Regions from separate parts of the Mus musculus genome. Here region 2 is linked to region 1. A link is a contact called in public HiChIP or PLAC-seq data. All regions are on one chromosome and are shown on one strand. Each heading gives the region's core, a stretch centred on a gene start, on an enhancer-like site or on the middle of the called end of the contact. The rest is flanking DNA. Distances are from core to core; before and after follow the strand shown. Region 1 holds the start of 1700071G01Rik (a long non-coding RNA gene). Region 2 overlaps Fryl (FRY like transcription coactivator).

Region 1 (3,220 bases), core at 368-2,867:
CTCCTGAAGATGTTTCTCTGACCAAGACTGAGGGTGGCGTGTGTATGGGATGAATCCCAGACACAGCCAGGCAGGGTTAAAACATAAACTCTAACTTGTTCTCCACTTAATTTTCTATTTGTAAATGGAAGATTAAAAAAAAAAAACTATCCTTATTTCTTGATAATTATAGTATAGAAAGTTCCATCTAGTTTTTCAAATATTTATAAGAATGATTCAATTCTCTCTCTCTCTCCCTCTCATTTTTTTTTCCATTTTTTATTAGGTATTTAGCTCATTTACATTTCCAATGCTATACCAAAAGTCCCCCTTACCCACCCACCCCCACTCCCCTACCCACCCACTCCCCCCCTTTGGCCCTGGCGTTCCCCTGTACCGGGGCACACAAAGTCTGCGTGTCCAATGGGCCTCTCTTTCCATACATATGCAGCTAGAGTCAGGTGACAGCAGATGCTGGCGAGGATGTGGAGAAAGAGGAACACTCCTCCATTGTTGGTGGGATTGCAGGCTTGTACAACCACTCCCTCTCATTTTTTAAGACAGAGTTTCTCGGTGTAGCCCTGGCTATCCTGATACTCGCTCTGTAGACCAGGCTGGCCTTGAACTCACAGATATTAGCCTGCCTCTGCCTCCCGAGTGCTGGGATTAAAGGGTGCTCCACTGTTGCCTGGACAAATTTCCCATATTGTTGCATACTTATATTGCAGGTAGCCTCCAGAGTGGTGTAGAATAATGAAGCAGAAATCAGTGTCTTCATTTTGTTTCTACATTTAATAGAAATCGGTTTTATGCCTCAAAGCCTGTGTTACACAGCTTTTCATCGTAATGCCTGAGCCAATTTCTTATAAAGAGAAAGGGTTTGTTATGGTTCCTAGAGCGTGGCTGGATTAGCCCACTGTTTCTAGGCCTCTGTTGGAGTCACATGGTAAAGCAGAAACCTAGAAAGGAAGAGGGAGGGAGTAGTCAGAGACCCACGGTTCCCTAGGGAGTGCTTCTGGTTCAGCCACTGTGCCACCCCTCAATCGTGCCACCCTTTGAACCAAACCCATAACACACTTAACATCTAAGCTGTAGCCTTCCGATCCCAGCCCCAGAGGTTTCTAATCTATGTCACAGTGAAAACTGTGTTCCAACATTTCCCTAAAGTCCAAATTCATGGTCTCTTCTGAAGCTGAAGGCAAAATCAACCCTCATCTCCTGCCCCCCCCCCTTCCAAATCAAACTGAAATATATATTGCTAAGTTACATGTCTGGGCAGGCACAGAATGAGCTATTTCAGAAGCCAGCAATAGGAAGAAAATGGTTAAGAGGGGCTGGCCCCAGGCAAGGCTAGATAGGCAGCAGAGCAAGCATTAAATCCCAAAGCTCCTCATGGAGGACCTGGGGCCCGTTCTGGGGAATGGTTCCCAAGGGTCTGGTTTGCCCTGTCTCACGGGCCTCACTCATTGCGTAGGGCTTATCTCTTGGACAGGTTTCTCAGGTTGTCTGCAGCTTCCCGTAGTAGGTGTTGTTCTATGCCAACATCTGTGCATCCTTGCACTATCAAGACTTGGCAGTCTGCCCTGCTGTGCACTAGGTGAAGGGTCTTACTGCTCACTCTTTGACCCTCTCAGACTGTCCTTCGGAATCTTGGTGGAAGCTGCTAGGGTAACTGTAACTTTTGCATTCCAAGTGCCCGCTCAGCCACCATCATGTGGGTGGTGCCAAGTTCTACTGTCAGTACCAGCTGTACCTGGGCCTGCTGAAACCACAGCCATAGCAGCCTTGGAACATTTTACAGGGCATTTGTGGAGGGCACCCCCTCTCCCCGGCTCTGTTTTGAAAAGCACTCTACCCAGGAAAGTCCTTGAAACAAATTTGCAGTGCTGCATTTCTAAGCTCGTGTTGGTCAGTGGCCTTGTAAACCAGTGGCTTCTCGGTGCCTTCGTTGGGTCTAGCGACCACACCCTGCTTAACTGGACTGTGGCATGCACTGCTTTTCTGTCCGAGCTGTAAATTTCCCACGTTTACTTTATTTGAGATCAGGGCTTACTGTGTGGCGCAGACAGTGAGCTTACAGTCCTCCTGCCTCAGCTTTTATCCCAGACCCTTTCCAAATCCATGCCTTTCTCTTTTCTTGTTAATACCGCCTGAATCTGTTCAGTGCTGTTCCTACACACGTGGGTGTGGTGCCAGCCACTAGAGCATTGGCAACTCCCCAAGAGCCACGCCCCAAAGAGAATTGCCTCTCACTGCCCCAGCATCACCTGCCCAGGGCTGTCTGCTAACTGTGGGGCCTCATGATCACCTTCCCCAACCCAACCTCCAGCATCTTCATTAAATACTGCCTTATCTCCGGGGTTTAGAATGGTTTCTGAGCCGAGCTTCCGAGGTCGGAGTCAAGAGCATTGTAACTGGAAGCCTCTAGCAGAGTAAGTAGTGGGGGTCGTCTTAGTGGGGGTTGTCTTCCTCGTCTTCCTCGAGCTTTAGTCTATAGAATCTTTCTGTGGTAGACTTCAGGTGAAAAACATGGATCACACGCCAGAGCTGCCCCAGGGCTTCTATGTTTAGAAACTGTTTTTGGTGGGAATAGTTTAGATGAGGATAAATAAACATTTTCGAAACGGCTGTTGGTAGAACAAGCGCAGGTTTTAGTTTTGCTATCTGTTATGGCTGAATGAGAAGAGAAACACTGAACTAACTAGTAAGGGGAAAATGATTTCATTCACACACGATAGAAGCAGAGTATTGAGGGGTTAGAATTAATAAGCTATGGATGCATGTTCTTAGCGGGGAACATACCAGCTTCTGAATATGGACTTTAATTAATTAATTAATTAATTTCCGTTAATTATTTTATTTATTTACATTCCAAATGTTCCCCTCTCCTAGTCCCCCTTCCCAGAGTTGTTCTCATCATCCCTCCTCCCCTTTGCCTCTGAGAGGTTGCCTCCCCCCAGCGCCCTTCCCAGTGTGCATCAAGTCTCTACAGGATTAGGTTCACCCTCTCCCACTGAGGCCGGACAAGGCAGTCCTCTCTGCTACGTATGTGCCCAGGGCCACAGACCAGGCTGTGTGTGCTCTTTGGTTGGTGACTTAGTCTCTGGGAGCGCCCAGGAATCTGGGTTAGTTGACACTGTTGGTCTTCCTATGGGGTTGCCATCCCCTTCAGCTCTTTCAATGCTTCCCTTAACTCTTCCATAGGGGTCCCTGGCCTCAGTCCAATGGTTGGCTGTAAGGA
Region 2 (3,220 bases), core at 540-3,039, 54 kb before region 1:
ATCCCCGTCAGTCAGATTGATTTATTTTTGACCTACATAACCCTGTTTTCCTTTGTTGCTACCGCCAACTCTAAGATTTTACCACAGTCTCAGCAGCCATGGGTTGATGTGGAGTCAGAAGAACTGCGTATTTCTCATTTCAGAACTGGTAAGAATTCTGGTGAGTCTCGTGGGGTTAGGAGGGGGTGCGTCCAGGGGAGTCTCTTTAAGAGGAGACAAATCTCAGGTGTAGTGCCGCAGGCACCTTGAGTAGAACCTTCCAGAAGTGACCTTATTCCACCGAAAAGCCTTACTTGCCTTTTGAAGCCATCTTTACATACACTTCAGCACACATTAAATAACGCCTGTCTCTCCACACAGCTTTGACAAAAGTGTGTGTGTATGGCAGGCAGTATCCGCGTTCTGGGGAAGCCAGAACACTAGGTGTTCAGTTTTCACGTGGCAGAGAGTGACCAATAAAGCCATAAGGACGGAGCGTATTGGCATGAACCTGTGCTTTTCCCGGCCCTAGGACGGCATCGGAAGGATCACCCTCCCGACTGATTTCTAGATTAACAGTGATCCTTTGCGTATTAGTAAGGCAGGTTTACTCGGCCCTCAAGCGGGATTTTGTTTGTATATCAGGGCCAGTCAGCAATGTTTCTTCTGTGACAAGATGGGACGGTTGCTCGTTAGTGATAGCCTGCAAAATGACTTTATTTTTTGTTTAAAAAGAAAAAACCCTTCTCGGTTTCTGCTCATTCACACCTTAGTCCTCTCCTTGTCTCCTTTCCCCCTCTTTCTTCTTCTGAATGAGTCTGCTGCTTTGACTGCATTGTCGTGTCTTAGTATTCCCTAACCGGGCCACTGATGACAGCTGTGTCTGATGAGGCCATTTTTCTGGACTCATAATGGAAATTTTTTTTGTTGAGGGGTGACGTTTGCTGATTTTCTTTTACGTAAGAGTTTTCAGATATTAACCTTTTCGTTGCTTTGGCCTACCTATTGAATTAAAGAACTGCTTTTTGTCTGTTAGTCTTTCTGGATGTAATGAAGGGGATGTGTGGTTATGAAAATTTTGGTTCCTTACCAGATGGGTTTATTTTTGGGATCTGAGATGTAGGAAAGCAGAAACCTTTTAAACCCTTTAAAAAAGCAAAAGGACATATTACAGTGTTTTAAACATTCTGACGTTAGCAGTAGTATCTTGCTTATATTAAGGTCAAACATTATAATGGAAGTTTTATAATGAACTTTGCTTAAGATGAAATTAGGATTTTTGAGACTTAGCTTCTGGGAATAGGATTTTAGAGTTTTCAAAAATGATTTTGAAACATTAGGTGTCCATAGGTAAGAAACAAATTCCCATGTGCTGCTGATCCCCACTAATATTGCTTATGGTTTAGAGTGATAAAGGAAGTTTTTCTTTAGAAAATGGCAAGTCTACAAAGCTGACAAATGCTGTGTAGCTCCTGGTTCGATGGGTTTGTAAAGGCTTCACGAGTAAGATCAACGAGATTGCACTCCAGGTAGGGCTTGTGTAACTGGCAGCCATGCCGAAGAAACCTGCCAAGGTGGGAGACATGAGTCAGGTCCTCCCTTGGCCCTCTCCAAGTCTCCTCTCTGCCCCCCATTTATAGAGCCACACCCGAATTAGTTTTTAGTACAATCACAGTGTGACTTCAGAAGCACGGCCTATTAAAAAGATGGCTTTTGTTTCTTGTTTTCCCAACAACCTCATTTACACATTGTAGAATGTTCTCCCACAGCGAGGTCTAGAAGGATGGTCTGAGAACCGGGTGAGTCATACACTCCAGGGCACACTCTGCAGGGAGACCCCAGTTCTAGTTTCACATTTGCCTGCCCTCCGTGTAGGGTGTGGCTTGATGGTCGGATGGGCTGCTCCCATGCTCTCCTCTGCTCCTGGCGCCCAGTTTCCAGAAGGCCTCAACAGCATTGCTTTACGGCTCACATTTCTCCAATACATCTTCCAGTTAATATTTAATTTTGCCTACTGATTCCAGGGTATGTCAAAATCCTCAGTGAGAAGAGCAACGTAAGCCCAGAAGTGAAGCTGGTCCAGAGACCACACTCGAGGCGTTTATTCAGATGACTGAATTTTAGGACACTGAGCCAAGGACCAAATAGTGTCTCAACACTGAGCGTGGAGTAAGGCAGAGGGGTCCACAGAAGATGACTCGAGTGGACAGGTTTTCATATAAGCCACAGCGACGACAGCTGATCCCTCCAGGGCTAGCCAGGCCCACCCTCCAAGGTGGACGCAGCCGACGTGTGGACAGTCACGGTGTTGAGGCTGTTAGTGGCCTTCTTCAGAAAGCATGTGCTGTAGACTGGAGCTCACATTTAAGAATCATGGCTGAAATGCCACGGCCGCTTCCCTTCATGACAACGTTGGTCCACCAGACTTGAATAATTAGATCTCAACAACAAGGATTGGATTTAGTCTGTGAAATATAAAGTCATCTCTGACTCGCCGGTCACAGCATGGGTTCTTTTAGTTTCTTTGGTTTTGAGAGTTCTGATCACACGAGAACGTATTGGGGTCACAGAATGTGATGTAAATCCACCCAGCAGCGTATTCTGTTAAGAGAGCCAGACGTTCAGTATTTCAGGGTCATTCACCAGTGTTCTTTCTCTCAGTTCCCCTGTCTGTAAAGTTGAACATGTGCAAAGGTTGTGGTTAGCTGGATTAAAATGAAGGCGTGCGTGTGGAGCGCCAGCCGCAGCTCGTCCCGCCTAGTGGGCTGTCGGTGACAGGTGCTGGTTTTCTTGTTGTGCTCTTAATTAGCTTGAATTTCTAGGGTGTCATTTCTTAGGGTGCAGTGAACCAACTCTGAATTCTCCACTCCTGTATTTGTAGCTTTCTTAGACCAAAGTTAGCCACCGTGAAGGGCGGAGTCGGAGGGGTGTTGCTGACTTCCATTCAGGGGTGGGGTGGGGGTTCTCCCAGTTACGGGTTGTGCTCTGTAAGAGGAGAATTCAGTTTTGTGGCATGTTTTTTTTTTTTTTTTTTTTTTTTCTCTATATGGTCAAATGTAGTGACCAAATCAACTCGGAATGTTTTGTTACTAACTTTGAAATTCGTTATTTTCTGTGTAGGGGATGTTGATCTGAATAAATTACTGATTATCTTTTACAAATTTCTAGGGAGGAACCGCTAATCTGTACTCAGCACAATCCTTTCTTTCATAAACGTGGGGAGGAGGCAGCAGCACACAGC

The links. HiChIP or PLAC-seq counts read pairs in DNA pulled down with a chosen protein or histone mark.
Region 2: an H3K27ac HiChIP or PLAC-seq map of embryonic stem cells shows a contact between it and region 1, with 13 read pairs. The contact joins the enhancer-like site here to the promoter of 1700071G01Rik in region 1. A contact is called at or near these places in 1 of 15 datasets of contacts at CTCF or cohesin (the NIH/3T3 cell line), 6 of 484 Hi-C or Micro-C datasets (the AML12 cell line, CD4 T cells, embryonic stem cells and 3 more), 5 of 115 datasets of contacts at active chromatin or transcription factors (effector CD8 T cells and embryonic stem cells) and 2 of 9 other capture datasets (adipose tissue and pancreatic islet).

Annotation. Positions count from the first base shown.
Region 1 is chr5:73,155,415-73,158,634 of GRCm38.p6, reverse strand. 1700071G01Rik (a long non-coding RNA gene) reads right to left here and starts at 1,617. Exons shown (of 2, transcript XR_377011.4): 1 at 1,443-1,617; 2 at 757-938. All of the region lies in intron 3 of Fryl (FRY like transcription coactivator), which reads left to right.
Region 2 is chr5:73,209,435-73,212,654 of GRCm38.p6, reverse strand. The region is part of intron 2 of Fryl (FRY like transcription coactivator); the gene reads left to right. Among named protein-coding and RNA genes, the nearest start is that of Fryl, 46 kb to the left of the region's middle. Within about 2 kb of position 1,789, at least 72 of the 459 cell types and tissues checked have an H3K27ac peak or open chromatin away from gene starts, as enhancers often do. A contact at or near this core is called in adipose tissue, effector CD8 T cells and embryonic stem cells, where this site is marked.